4 separate regions of the Mus musculus genome follow, and all the other regions are linked to region 4. The links are chromatin contacts, called in public HiChIP or PLAC-seq and promoter capture Hi-C maps. All regions are on one chromosome and are shown on one strand. Each heading gives the region's core, a stretch centred on a gene start, on an enhancer-like site or on the middle of the called end of the contact. The rest is flanking DNA. Distances are from core to core; before and after follow the strand shown.

Region 1 (3,396 bases), core at 502-3,001, 360 kb before region 4:
AGGAGGGGTTGGCCGAGACAGAGGACTCCTGGGTGTCCAGAGCCATGTACTCAGCCTGCACAGCTGAAGCAAAGCCTAGGGCTGACCTTTGACCTTGTGCTTCCTGCTCCAATGTCCTGCTCTGGCTACTAACTCCCCTTTCCTCCTTGTATTTCCTTCTACCCATATGGACCAGGCAGAGGTGCTCTTGACAGACATAAACAAGGTCATGTGTACAGGGGCCAATTCAGAGTTCCTCCTCACTCTAGCTTTGCTTAAGGGTGTAGAGGTCATAGAGCCGCCATGCTATCAAGTAAGTGTAGGAGCCACTGTTAGTCACCACCAGCAACGCTTCCTATATTCATTCAGCTCACAGAAGTCCTATTTAGGAGCCTAGCAGCCAGCCCTCCCTCCCATCCCCCGCTTACCTTCTGCCCCGATGGACACCAGCTTGACTCCCTTGCTGGCGATGAAGTCCAGGGCTTTGTTTACATTGTTGATCTTGTGCACTCGCATCTTCCCCCGCTCTGGCTTAGGCAAACGCTCCCCTGAGAAGACAGGTGGTGAGGGGGATCTTCACAGTCACTCAAACCACTCCCAGCCCTACCACACAGGCTGAAACTGTCAAGCTTCCCAGTGGCAAAGGGGCAGCACCAGTGCCTGCTAGAGCAGGGTATAGTATGGGTTGCACAGTGCTACCTGAGCCTTACCTGAAATGACCTCCAACAGAAGCATAAGTTTGAGCCCATCCCTGAAGTCCTCATCGATATTCTCGATCTGAGTGCCAGCCTTCCGAAGATGAGAGTTGCACCAGGCTGTGAAGGTCTAAGGAAGAGGAACAGAGAAGGGATAGAGGTAAGCCAGCATCAGGGCTTTACACCAAGCAGTACTGACCCTCTATATACATCATGCCTTAAGACAGGTTCTCACGTAGCCCCGGCTGGATTCAAGGATGGCCTCCTAGTCTTTTGGCCTCCACTTCTCCAAATGCTGAGATTATGTAAGCATGGGACCACATTCAGCTACATACAATTTTTTTCCTGATCTTAAAAGTGATCTAGGCAGGCTGTTAAAGAGGCATTCATTCCCAGGCAGACACCGGTCCAAGAGTTAACAGGCTTTCTTTACGTAGCCTCAGCTGTGACCTTCCTACTACTGGACACATATGACCTGGGGCAAGAAAACTAGTGGGTGAGCAAAGTATTCTACAAACCAAGCCTCCCTGGAGCTGAGGTAACCCAGCAGCTAAGCCCTCTGCTGTAAGCCCCAATTCTGACCCATAGTTTGCAGCCTCACAGGTCAAACACCTTGGCCTCCCTACATAGTGCATTCTTCCAAATGTTGGAAACTGGATGTGCCTTAGGGGTGGCTGAAAGGTAAGACGTATCTGGGAAGTTTCTGAAGCTCAGGTAGATGCTCTGGAAGAGAGCTACAAAGTAAGAAGCTGCCGTCCCAGAGCCCAGCATACTGCAAATGGTGGCAGAACACCCAAGTGCAGGGCCACTCAGTGCCTGCAAGCTGAAGCCTGTTATCTCTGCCACAGAAGCGGCTCAGATCAGTTAATACAAACAAGCCCAGACATCTTCTGGGGAAACTGGCCCTCTCCCTCCCACGGCAGGATCTGGGAAAACCCAAGCCTTTGCTCTCCTAGGAGCCCCCAGAACAGAAATGGGCAGCCCGCCAGGAACATGCAAGAGCACATTCCATGCCTGGGGTGTAAGCAAAGGCCACACGGGGTGCCAAGGGCTTCCATGGAGCCTCTGGCCAAGCATCATGTGTTTTGACAACTGCCGGCAGGCCTGCTCATTCAGAGACTCAGCAGAAGGCGCCTTCCAGACAAAGACACTGTCTAATAATACACCAACCTACAGCGAGGACTCAGCAAATGAGGGCAGCTGGAGTAGCCAGACCCAACCACTCACCCATGCTGCTATGCAAAGTGCTATGACTGGGAGACAGAGACCCCTCCTGGTTGCACTCTGGTGTTTCTCACCTACCCATGCCTCTGCCTACTTTGTAGCCTTGCAATGGAACCATCACTTACCCATCACTCAAAATGCAACCCATGTGGGTGTGGTGGTACATGCTTATAACTCCAGCACTCAGGAGGCAGACACAGGAGGATCATAGTTTGAGGCTAACCTGAGCTAACATACCAAGAATCTGTCTCATAACAACTAAAACTAAAACACGGTATAGCTCCTCCTAAAGACTGACCCACCACTCTGCACAGTCTGGTTCTGACCCAGTGTCAGCTACTGATCGCTGACAATGATCTCTTCTGTCACCCACATCTGTGTGCTCCTTCAGGGGAGGGACCCCAAAGCAGGCTCTCACTTACCTGTTTGCCAATCCCCTCCTCCTCCAGCCCCAATTCTCCTTCTTTCACCTGACAGGTCTGAATTCAGACAAACCAAGTCTAGACTTGGCTATAATTCTGAGACAAATTTTCTAACCTTTCCTAACATCCATTTTCTCTTACCTAACACAGCAATGAAGATGCCACTGGGGCTGTGAACATTATAAAGACCTGTGTGTGTGCTAAGGCAGTAGTGCTCAATGTCTCCTCTGCCCCTAACTTCAGGAATCCTGTCAACTGCTTCAAGTGGTTGGTTACTCTGAGCTCTGTCCACCCTAGACTGCAGGTACAGACCATGGCTCACATCATGCAGCAGTCTCCATCCATGTCTATTTTTTCTTTTCTTTTGGGGGTTGGGGGAGTAAGAGAGGCTAGCCTCCCTCTCACTATGTGGCTTTGAACTTTTTAATTTTGAAACCTAGAAGAGGGCATCGAATTCTCTGAAACTAGAATTTATACACAGCTGTGAACTGCCATGTGGGTGCTGGGGGTTGAACACAGGCCTTCTGGGGGTGCTCTTTACCACTAAGCCATCTCCACTGCGTTGGCTTTGAACTCTCAATCTTCTTGCCTCCCCCTCCCAAGCACTAGGATGACAAGTGTGAACTACCATGCCTTTTTTAATTGTTGTACGGATTCTAGCAGACACACACCCCACTCTCCTGCCATGTGTGATCCTTCTTGTTGTCCAAAATACAGTGGGCAGGTACTGTACTCAGAGATAAGCTGGGGCATGATTCAGTGGTGGTGTGCGTGCCTACTGCACAAAGCCCTTGGGTCTTATCCACAGCACTGCTAATCTCAAGAGCAAAGCTCAAGGGGAATACGGCCCAGGGTGCAGAAGGAGACAAGGCTGAGCAGGCCATCTCTGCTCTTCATGTGTGTTAAAGATGCTGATGGACCACAAGGTGACCAAGTCACACCTGATAGCCTGAGCTTGTAGGAAGGCAATTCCTGGAGGGTGAGCTTCCTGGTACTCGGATGTCACTCAGAGTCCAGGGCACGTGTCTGAAGGGTGTCTTTGCCTACATGTGTTGTTCTAGCACACGGCGGGAAGG
Region 2 (3,248 bases), core at 436-2,935, 450 kb after region 4:
AGCATCTTCAGCCCACGACTTCAATGACAGCAATAGCACTAGCCGCAGTACCCAGAATGCCCAAAGGTTTGGTTTTCTCGGCCACACAGGGCTGACAGGGGACATGGCTGGCCGGGACACCATGTAGCTAGAACCTGGAGAACGTGGGGATTAACACCCACTTGCAAGTTGGCTAGCTGAGGCTGATCTCTAGGAAACCGCTCAGTTCCTGCCCCTTTTCCCACTCTTCTTCCTAGCTCCACCTTTGATCAGGCTTTGGGGCCCCTTACTCTCTGCCTGGGCCCTGCTCTTAGGCCTTGCCACGCCCTTACTCTCAGCTCCTCCCCTACTAATACTCCTCGCCCCGCCCCTGCTCTTACTACTGTCCCTACCCCTGCGGCTCTTTTCACCCTGCTTCCTAGTTGCTCTCTCCCCCTTTGCCCTGGCCTTGCTCTTCTCTGTTCCAGTTCTTGGAACTCCTAACCTACCAAGTCCCTCTTTTTTTTCTTGTCTTGCCAGAGTGTTTTCCTTACCACTACGCCCCTCAGGGGACTTGGCTCCGCCCTCACAAGGTTCCCCGCCCTCACACTGCTCTTCGCCACGCCCCTTTTCGCTCCTGCTCTGCTTCTAGTCTTCTTCCTCATCCACACCTCCTTACTCGCTAGGCGCTTTGCCTTGGCTTAAAGTCTGAATCTTTCTGGAAATCAGATCCTGCTCAGCTTTCTCTCCTGGCCACGCCCCTGGTCCTGGCTCCAGTCTGAAGTGTTGTGGTAGAGCGGATCTTCACTCTGCCTTCTCTCTTGGCCACGCCCCTGGTCCTGGTTCAGGCCCCAAGTGTTGCAGTAGTTCGAATCCTCACTGTCTCCTCTCTTGGCCACGCCCCTGGTCCTGGCCACTTCTCCCTGGGTCCAGGGCAACCTGGCCCTCCTGCTCGTCGCACCCCTTTTCTTTAAAGCCCTTCTCCCGCCTTGGTGATTTCTCCTCAGCACCAGCTCGCCCCGCCGGGCCACCTTCTCCTTAGGGAACCTTTCCTGGTCGTGGGGCCTCTCTACTCCTTGGGGTCTCTCCTCGCCTCCGGTTGTTTCCTCGCAGGGTAGTCGCTCCTCACTGCAGTCCGTTCTCTCTCTACCAGACCTGTCCTCCCATTTGGCTCTCTCTTTACCGAACCCCCTCTGGTAAACAATTCTCTCCTTGCCCCAGTTTGTGTCTCTGCCTGGACTTCGCTCCTGATCTCTGGGTCTCTCCTGGGTAAAGATGGTCCTCTGGCCGCAAGACCTCCCGTCATTCCACACCCACGCTGACTTCGCGATCCTCACTGTCCCCACCAACACCTTTTCCCTCCACCTTCTCTCATCTCTCCTGTCCATTCCCTGAACATCCACCTGCCCTATGCCCCGCCTCTTCTAGCCGCACCCAAACCCATCCTTCAGGCCACGCCCTGGCCTTCACCTCGCCCTTTCTTTGCCTGGCCCTGCTCTTTTCCCAGCCTTTCCTTGCCTTGCCTCCCACCCCTCCCCTCTCCTTCTCAACTCCCCCCCCCACACACACACACCCCATCATCCCCTAGGATGGCACCGTCCTCTTCTCCCCGCCCCACCGTACCAGTCACTTGGTTAAAACCGGTCAACCATTGCTTGGCAGTGCCTGTTCAACCCCTCTTTCCAGCTCCTAAAATGGCTGCTTGGACTTCCACCTTGCACGAGGCAGGCCTGCGTGGCTTGCGCGTTTCCATGGTAACGCGAATTTTCCCAGCACGGGCCCAAGGCCTTGAGAGCAGGGCTCTAGCAAGTCAGGCTCTCAGATGTGTGACAGGCTAAAAATGCTGGAAACCTGTAGCTTTGTTCTCAGAAGGAAACAGAGGAATTTATAATGGTTGTTCTGACAGAGGCACTGTTCATGTTTGACCTCTAGATCAAAACTTCTCCTGAGGAGCCAAGATGTTCCAGAACCTTTGTGTGTTTGAGCTAATGTGATCTGGAGGTGGGCAGATCTGGAAGTGGGCAGATCATATTCAAGTAGGAGGGTAGTTAAATATTAGCCAACTTAGGCTTGAGCGTTTTTGTGGAGGGCCTTTTGAGGTACCGCTTGGCAGGAGTCTGACATTGGCCTAGGACAAGGAAATGGGCTTCACACAGGAATCTGACATTGGCCATGACAGGGACATAAGTTCAGGCAGGAATCTAGCATTAGGGCATGATAAGGAAGTAAGTTTCTTGCTTAGGCAAGAATCTAACTTTAGGGGCTGGAGAGATGGTTCAGCGGTTAAGAGCATTGACTGCTCTTCCAGAGGTCTTGAGTTCAATTCCCAGCACCCACATGGTGGCTCACAACCATCTGTAATAGGATATGATGCCCTCTTCTGGTGTGTCTGAAGACAGCTACAGTGTACTCATATAAATAAAAAATAATTAAAAAGTTTTTTTAAATGGATCAGTTTGCATTCTTCTACATGCTGACTGCCAGTTGAACCAGCACCATTTGTTGAGAATGCTGTCCTTTAAAAAAAAAAATCTAACTTTAGGCTATAATAGGGAAGTGGGGTAAGGCAGGAATTTTAATCTTAGGGTGCAACAAAAGAAGTAGGCTTCAGGCAAGATTTTGGGCTTGGACAAGGAAGTGGGCTCAAGTATTTTGGTCATTATGACAAGCACTTTTAAACACCTGTCACAGGAGTAATCACGGGACTTTTGCTTACTGCCTTGTTAGTTCCTTACTGTACTGCTCGCCCTGAATACTTGCATGAAATTAAAATACTATACAAAGCAGATTGGGAAAATTGCCTTCAGTCTCAGAATTGACTGGGGTCATGCTACTTAGAGCCCCCTGCCCATGACTGTCAGCAAGCTCTTGCTAAGGCACATGGGTGGCATAAAGATCTGACAGACCAGCCACTAGAGGGTGCAGACATTACCTGGTTGACAGACAGGAGCAGCTATCTAGAAGAAGAGAGGAAACATGCTGGAGCAGCTGTGGTAGACAGAGACACCAAGTTATCTGGACACAGGCCCTGCTAGATGACGTATCGGCCCAAAAGGAGGAACTGATCACTCTCACTAAGGCCTTGGAATTAGAAAAAGAAAGAAGACAAAACATCTACATAGATAGCAGGTATGCTTTTGCCACAGCCCACGTCCATGGGGCCATATATCAACATAGGTTGGGAGGAAAAAAAATAAAAACAAAGAGGAAATACTGGCTCTACTGAGAGCCCTCCATGACCCTGCCAGGGTAAACATCATCCACTGTCCTAGTCACAAGAAGAGAGATAC
Region 3 (3,442 bases), core at 306-2,805, 320 kb before region 4:
CAATTTTAATTTCCCACTCTCCTCACACTCTTGCGAACCATCCCCCACATTCTCACCCACTCAACACACCCTTCTTTAGCTCTTTCTGCATACACTCACACCCTCTCTCCCATCACTCCTAGCTTCCCTCTCAACCACCCAACACATCTCCACTCCTGGCCTCCTACTCTGACCTCCACTCCATACTGTGGCTTCCCTTTAGCATCGCCCCCACACTCCTAAATACCATCAGGAAATACTATTTTAATACCCCTTCACCTACCCTCCCCATCAAAAGACACTACTCTCCCAGAACACTCATTTCTTCCTCACTCAATGAACCCCCAAGTCTTTTAATCAGGCATTCCTAATCAGACTTCCATTTTCCCAAACTAACCCCCTCCCATTATCCTCCATCCCTGCTCCTACTGTCTTCCACTATTCTCACTGTTGAACTATTTCCCCGTGAACCTGGAACCTTAACTGTTTCACTACCTCTCCCTTCTTCAAAGCACCCACACTCTTTTGGGTCTCCCCATCAATTCTAATTACGCCCCTATCCTTTTCTTTTTACAGCAAGGCGCCCTCAATAAATCTCACCCTCCTCACACAAACATCTTTTTTGTTCCTAGGCCCCTAACTTCTGTCCTGAACACCTACCTTCTCAGACCCCTAGTCCCATCAGACCATCTTAACACCTACTCACCACACACCCTAGCCCATGCAGGCCCCCCTCCCTGTCTCAGGATTCCACAATCCTCTCCTTAGTGCCCCCTTTTTACCTTTCCTGATTCTTCATCTCTTCTAGAACCACCCCCCAACACACACACACACACACACACACACACACTAAGGCTTCCTGCAATTCCAATCTCTTCTTCAGACTCTCTGCACTCCAGACTATCTCCTCCATACTAGGATTCCCAAACCAAATACTATCCAGGCTCACCAATTCCCTTCCTGGACCCCATTGCTTGCCTGGGCCCCATCAATGCTTCCTCTGATCCAACAATCTCGCCTTAAAACCTAGTTCCATTGCAACCTCCCGAATCATCATCTCGTTTGTCCCAGTTCCCCGTGTCTCCTACCTGGCCGCCACTTCCCCCCTCCCCCTCCAGATTCCCAATTGCTTCCTTAAGCTCTGTAATCCCTCTCCGGGACTGCAAACCCGTTCCCGAACCCGCCAATTGTCTCCCAGGACCCTCCTCCAGGCCTCCCCGCCACGCGCAGGACGCCACCCAGCCCGGGTCACGGGCCGCGCACCTTGCGCTGCTGCTTCTCCCAGGCCGGGTCCAACAGCAGGTCCCGGTCCCAGTCATCCTCCTGGGCCATGTAGTCGCCCATGCTTCCGCCGCCACCCGCGCCATTGCCGCCGCCGCTGTTCGGGCCGTACTGGTACGCCTGGTTCGCTGCGTGGTAGTCCACCATTCCGCCGCCTTTCGCTAGCCCGCCAGCCGGTCCGCTACCGCCTCAGCTCCCGCCCCTGTGCCGGAGGCTCCGACTCGGCCGCCGCTTCAGCTGCTTTCAGCCCGCCCAAGACTGACGCCTGCGCAGTTCACTTGCCGCGCCTGCGCACTGCGCTGCCGCCGCCGCCCTCCCGCGCGCGCGCACCTGAGGAGGCCCCGGGCTCTCGGCGCCGGCGCAGAACGCACCTCCGGCTGCCCGCCCAGCGTGGGAGCCCAGGCGCTTCTAGCGGGAACGCGCGCGTCACCCCGTGTGGGCGGGGCCCAAGTCATGAATGATTCATAAGGCGGGGCTCCTCATCCGGCTTTAACCTGTTTCGGGGTGGAATGTGTTCCCATTCAGCCATTCAGACATAATCAAGATTTATTTGGCTGCCTGCTATGTGTGAGACCGTGTTTTCTGCCTTGGCATTAAAGAAGTCAGGAAAAGTCCCCACCCTTTCGAAACTATATACTATAAACCTTGCACGATGGAACGTGGGATCTCTGTTCTCAGGCCGCAGAGACTGAACGACAGATAACATGTTGGAGCTTGGGTTACACAGGAAGACCAGTCTTAAATTAAATAAATAATCGAGCTTAAAACTGGGCATGGTGGGCCGGACAGTGTTGGCGCACGCCTTTCATCCCAGCACTTAGAGGCAGAAGCAGGTGGATTTCTGAGTTCGAGGCCAGCCTGGTCTACAGAGTGAGTTCCAAGACAGCCAGGGCTCCACAGAGAAACCCTGTCTCGAAACAAACAAGCAAACAAATAACTGGGCATGGTGACACATACCTTAGATCCCAACTGGAGGTGTGGACAGGAGGGTTCAAGGCCAGACTTACTTAGTACACAGCGAGTTTGAATCTAGTGTGGGCTACATGAGGACCCTGTCTTAAAAAAAGAAAAGAAAAGAAACTCTAGAATGGGCTGGATTTGTAAAGTCTTCTGGGAAAAGGGAAAAGGTAGATATTTAAAGAAACTCTTTCAAAGATACGTCGAGTTAGATTGGACTGGGATAGCTAGTTAGCAGGGAAGGCAAGGGGTCCTTTTGGACTTGTCTATCTTCATTCTCGCAGCAAATACTATGCACCTACTACATGCAGCCACTTTCCAACTACGGACAGCATGGTAAGCCAGGTCAGTTATCAAACGACTAACTTTGTAGGAGAGATGGGCAACAATAAGAATTATGGAAACCAGGCATGGTGGTGTATTAATCCCAGCACTCAGGAGGCAAAAGCAGGCAGAGCACTGAGTTTGAGGCCAGCCTGATAGACAGAGTGAGTTCTAGGATAGCCAGAAAAACCCAGTCTCAGAGGGGGAAGTGGGGGTAGGTAGAGGAGAAAAGAAACACACACGGAATAATAATAGTGCCTCATTGAAGGCCATCTGATAACCAGAGGGGCCATCTCCATCTTGAAAGGTGACTTCCTGCTTCCAGCTGCTCAGGAAACCTTAATCCTCCCTTATAGGGCTTCTTACAAAGAGGCAGCCAGCAGCCACCATTCCAAGCCTTCTTCCTGCCACCCCCACTCTTCTGCCTCCAGCCTTTGGGTTTGATTTCTTTGAAATTTACATGTATTTATTGTGTGGGTCAGGGGTGCCCATGTCATGTGTGCTGGTCAGAGCTCATCTGTGCTTCTACCACCTGGGGTCCTAGGGGTCAGACTCAGGTTGACCGGCTCGGTTGCAAACTCCTTAACAACTGAAGCATTTGGAGCTGTTGGTTTGGTTTTGTTTGAAACAGGGCCTGAGCTGGGCATGGTGGTGCACACCTTGAATCCCAGCACTTGGGAGGCAGAGGCAGATGAATTTATGAGTTGGAGGCCAGCCTGGTCTACAGAGTGAGTTCCAGGACAGCCAGGGCTCTACAGAGAAACCCTGTCTCGAAAAACAAAAACAAAAACAAACAAACAAAAAAACAAAAAAAAGAAAGAAAGAAAGAAAAAGGAACTGTTTAAAAAAAGAAAAAAGAGGGGCTGGAGAGATGGCTCAGCCGTTAAGAGCATTGACTGCT
Region 4 (3,437 bases), core at 647-3,146:
AGCCAATCACTTTGTGTGACCTTCCAAAGGCCTATGATGTCACCACCACATCAGGCCGGTTCTAGGCTCAGACAACGCAAGAGCTTAGAAAAGCCATATCCACAGCCACAGGCCAGGTAACTTATAGACACAAGGCAACCTGGAGTCTGGCTATACTACAATGGTCAACCTCTGCACTTCTGACTCTGGATCACCAGGGCTGAGCCTCTCCCACCGGCCTGTGGCATTCTCCATAACTCTTGTTGTTGCCCTAGTCTTAGACACAGGAATAGACCATTCCTCAGAAGCTACCACACTCCCTGCTTTCTCTTTCACCAAATAGGTTGCCCACTAAGGACTTGGGCCTCGTGGCTGTGTCCACTTCTCCCCTTCCTGACTTCTGTTCCAGCCTTGGGGTGGGGGTGGGGTCTTTTCCTTGATCACAATCAATTTTACTCTAGACCCTCACTACTCCCTCCCACTACCTGGGACACTGGTCCCAAGGTCTTAGTATGGCTGCCACCTACTCATTCAATTGTTAGGATAGGTGCCACCCTCCTTAGAGTACTTCCTGAGTTAAGTACCCTTCACCATCTTCTATCACTGTTCTTATCCCGCTGTCTTCTAGTCACCGCTAGTCATTTAATCTTTGGCGAGTACTCTGCACGTTAAGTGTTCGCTCCCACTGGAATCCAAGCTCTGCGAATTCAGGAACCTGTCTAGTCTTGAGTCAGCCACGACCACCATTCTTACAGACCCTCAGCGGGGACTCAATTAAGTTTGCTCAATCAATGAATTCTTTCAAAAGAGATCTTTTCAAAGCTGGCTAGTGGTTGTCTGAAGCAGTTAAAAGTTGTAACGACTCCTAAAGACGCAAACCCCAGCTGCTGGGTGCCAATACTACACTCGGAGAACAGACGTTCCTGCATTGGCAGGCACCTTGGCAAAGCTCCTCCCTTCTACCAACCGCTGCTTCTCTTCTTCCTCGGGAGATCATGGGGCTGTTGCCATATGTGATATCAACAGGTGTCCGAAGTGCGTTTTCCCTGTACCCAAAGCGGCCAACAGGTCTCCCGAACAAATTTCCACCTCTGAGGCTTGAATGCGCCCCCCACCCCCACCCCAAGTCCCCGTCCCCACCCCGGGCTTTCTTTGGCCAAGCAATTTCCGCTTCGTTGAGCTCCTCACCCACTTCCAGTGCCACGCCTTCCTGGGTCAATACACCTCATCTCCCTCCCTTCCTCCTTCCTTCTGGAAGGGACACTTTGCTAACCCTTACGCCCCCGCGCTCGCGAGGCTCCTACCCTTCCTAGCCCGCCACCTGCAGGTCTGGCTCCACCGCCCATCCTCCCCAACCCCAAGGAGCCTGCGATCACTCTGCGCACCGAGTACCCCCACTTTCGCTGCGGCCTCCTCTATCCCCTGCTCCCGGATCCCCCGCCTGGCCCTCACCGTGGACGTCTAGTTCTCGGCTGGCCACCTGGGCCCCGGAGAGGAGCAGCGAAGCTACCAAGGCGAGGAGCGCCCGGCCCCGCCGCAGCTCACAAAGCTGCGCCATGACCTGCTGCCAGCGCCGCGCGCCAGGCCTCGAGCCGCCGGCCGTTGGGGTGTGGGGGTGGGGTCTCGCGAGCAGGTGCGGGAAAGCCCACGGCCGCGCACGCGCACTGCAGGTCCGCGGGCTCAGGTGCGGCTTCGCCCCGGAGTAGGACTTCGAGGCGCCCGGGTCCCCGGAAGCCCTTTTTTCTGGCTTTTGGCGCGTGCGACGCCTTAGTTGCCTCCCAACACGGTCCCTGGACTCGCGCGGCAACACTCTGCGACTCTTCCCCAGACTGTGAAAGCCTCCACCCGTCCGAGGAGTACTACGGCGAATGGCGGACGCAGGGACACAAGAGAAGGTGGCACCCAGGCTGGGGGTGGGGCGCACCTGGCGGGGCGGGGCAGATGCGGCGCAAGCGCGGAGGGCCCCGCACCTGGCTCTGCGGCCTGCACCTGGCACCGCCCCCGGCTCCTGGGAGGAGGCGTGGTTGGCATTGACCCCGCCCCAGCCGGACCTTGCGGGAGGCGTGGGTCTGTTGGCCACGACGTCCTTGCGCCTTCGTGCTTGCGCTGTGACTATGGCGAGAGAAACTTTTCGGAAACCTGTGGCTGTCTGCCCGCTCTGCTTTAGCGTTCCTTTAGGTGTGAGAGATATATCCTGCCTAAATTCCTCGTTCTCTGTGCCATAAACAAATGTCCCGGATTGAGCAGTGGCCAGGCCAGCTTGGCCTGTGTGTCGTCAAACAGGATCAGCCCGTAGTAGTGATGCGGAAGCAGAGGGAAGAGTGATCAGGAATGTGATGGTGAAATCCTACAGTTGAGTGAGCAGGGGTTGGGACAGTGAAAATCAGGGCATGATCAGAGCCCAGTTTCCTATTCAGTGCGACTGCCAGTTAGGCAGGGCACTGTCTGGAAAGAGGTGACAAGTCCTTAAAACTGCAGGTTTCTCTGGACCCCGTACAGGAAGACAAATACAAATATATAGAGGTGTTAGGGTGACGATCAGAAGCTTGCAAAGGATGAACAGACCTGAAAGGGGGAGGGACACGGGGACTGGACTAGGTACAACACCCAAAGGAGACTTACAAACCACTACCACAGAACCAGGGTGGGCTTCTGGAAAGAAGCTCCATTTAAACTGGATGAATGGAGGAGGGCTGACAGAGGAAGTAGAAGGCCGTTAGCAGAAGAATTAATGATCTCGTTATCATTGAAAATACTGCTCTTGGGCTGGCAAAGTGGCTAAGTAAATACAACTGCCACCAAACCTGATGACCAGATTCGCACCTGCTCGCAAGGTCACCCCCCACCACCACCCCCCAACGGCTGGAGGCCTGGCGTGCCCGGGTGCTCCACGCCTTGTTAGCTTCGCTGCTTCTCTCCGGGGCCCAGGCGGCCAGGAGATTCCTGGTGCAAACACGGTGGAAGAAGAGAACTGGCTTCCTGAAGTTCTCTGACCTCCACACTGTAGCCATGGCACCTGCCAGACCACACGAACACAGACACACACACACAGACACACACACACACACAGACACACACACACACACACACACACACACAAATAAATGTGTTTAAGAAAAATAAAATAGGGCTGGAGAGATGGCTCAGCGGTTAAGAGCACTGACTGCTCTTCTGAAGGTCCTGAGTTCAAATCCCAGCAACCACATGGTGGCTCACAACCATCTATAATAAGATCTGTCACCCTCTTCTGGTGTCTAAAGACAACTACAGTATACTTCATACAATAATAAATAAATCAAAAAAAAAAAAAAAAAAAGGAACTGACTGCTCTTCCAGAGGTCCTGAGTTCAATTCCCAGCAACCACATGGTGGCTCACAACCATCCAAAACGAGTAGCCGTCTTCAGATACTCCAGAAGAGGGCGTCAGATCTCGTTATGGATGGTTGTGAGCCACCAT

Evidence for each region. Promoter capture Hi-C pulls out the DNA fragments that hold promoters and counts their contacts. HiChIP or PLAC-seq counts read pairs in DNA pulled down with a chosen protein or histone mark. Capture Hi-C pulls out chosen DNA fragments and counts their contacts.
Region 1: a promoter capture Hi-C map of hippocampal neurons shows a contact between it and region 4, with 1.5 times the contacts expected there. The contact joins the enhancer-like site here to the promoter of Spint2 in region 4. A contact is called at or near these places in 2 of 39 promoter capture datasets (the C10 cell line and hippocampal neurons), 1 of 15 datasets of contacts at CTCF or cohesin (large pre-B cells) and 2 of 115 datasets of contacts at active chromatin or transcription factors (embryonic limb bud and pancreatic cancer cells).
Region 2: an H3K27ac HiChIP or PLAC-seq map of embryonic stem cells shows a contact between it and region 4, with 3 times the contacts expected there. The contact joins the promoter of Catsperg2 here to the promoter of Spint2 in region 4. A contact is called at or near these places in 3 of 115 datasets of contacts at active chromatin or transcription factors (embryonic stem cells and stem cell-derived neural progenitor cells).
Region 3: a contact with region 4 is called in a promoter capture Hi-C map of pancreatic islet. The contact joins the promoter of Actn4 here to the promoter of Spint2 in region 4. A contact is called at or near these places in 5 of 39 promoter capture datasets (cranial neural crest, fetal liver, hippocampal neurons and 2 more), 15 of 484 Hi-C or Micro-C datasets (B cells, CD8 T cells, the N1E-115 cell line and 9 more), 4 of 115 datasets of contacts at active chromatin or transcription factors (double positive thymocytes, embryonic stem cells and pancreatic cancer cells) and 2 of 9 other capture datasets (macrophages and pancreatic islet).

What each region holds. Positions count from the first base shown.
Region 1 is chr7:28,918,265-28,921,660 of GRCm38.p6, forward strand. Actn4 (actinin alpha 4) reads right to left here. Exons shown (of 21, transcript NM_021895.3): 2 at 690-804; 3 at 408-527. Among named protein-coding and RNA genes, the nearest start is that of Gm38978, 7.5 kb to the right of the region's middle. Within about 2 kb of position 1,752, at least 126 of the 459 cell types and tissues checked have an H3K27ac peak or open chromatin away from gene starts, as enhancers often do. A contact at or near this core is called in hippocampal neurons, where this site is marked.
Region 2 is chr7:29,725,347-29,728,594 of GRCm38.p6, forward strand. It overlaps Catsperg2 (cation channel sperm associated auxiliary subunit gamma 2), which reads right to left and starts at 1,686. Exons shown (of 29, transcript NM_029714.4): 1 at 1,582-1,686; 2 at 1-134. The coding sequence starts at 123.
Region 3 is chr7:28,960,777-28,964,218 of GRCm38.p6, forward strand. It overlaps Actn4 (actinin alpha 4), which reads right to left and starts at 1,556. Exons shown (of 21, transcript NM_021895.3): 1 at 1,243-1,556. The coding sequence starts at 1,407.
Region 4 is chr7:29,280,081-29,283,517 of GRCm38.p6, forward strand. Spint2 (serine protease inhibitor, Kunitz type 2) reads right to left here and starts at 1,897. Exons shown (of 7, transcript NM_011464.2): 1 at 1,432-1,897. The coding sequence starts at 1,537.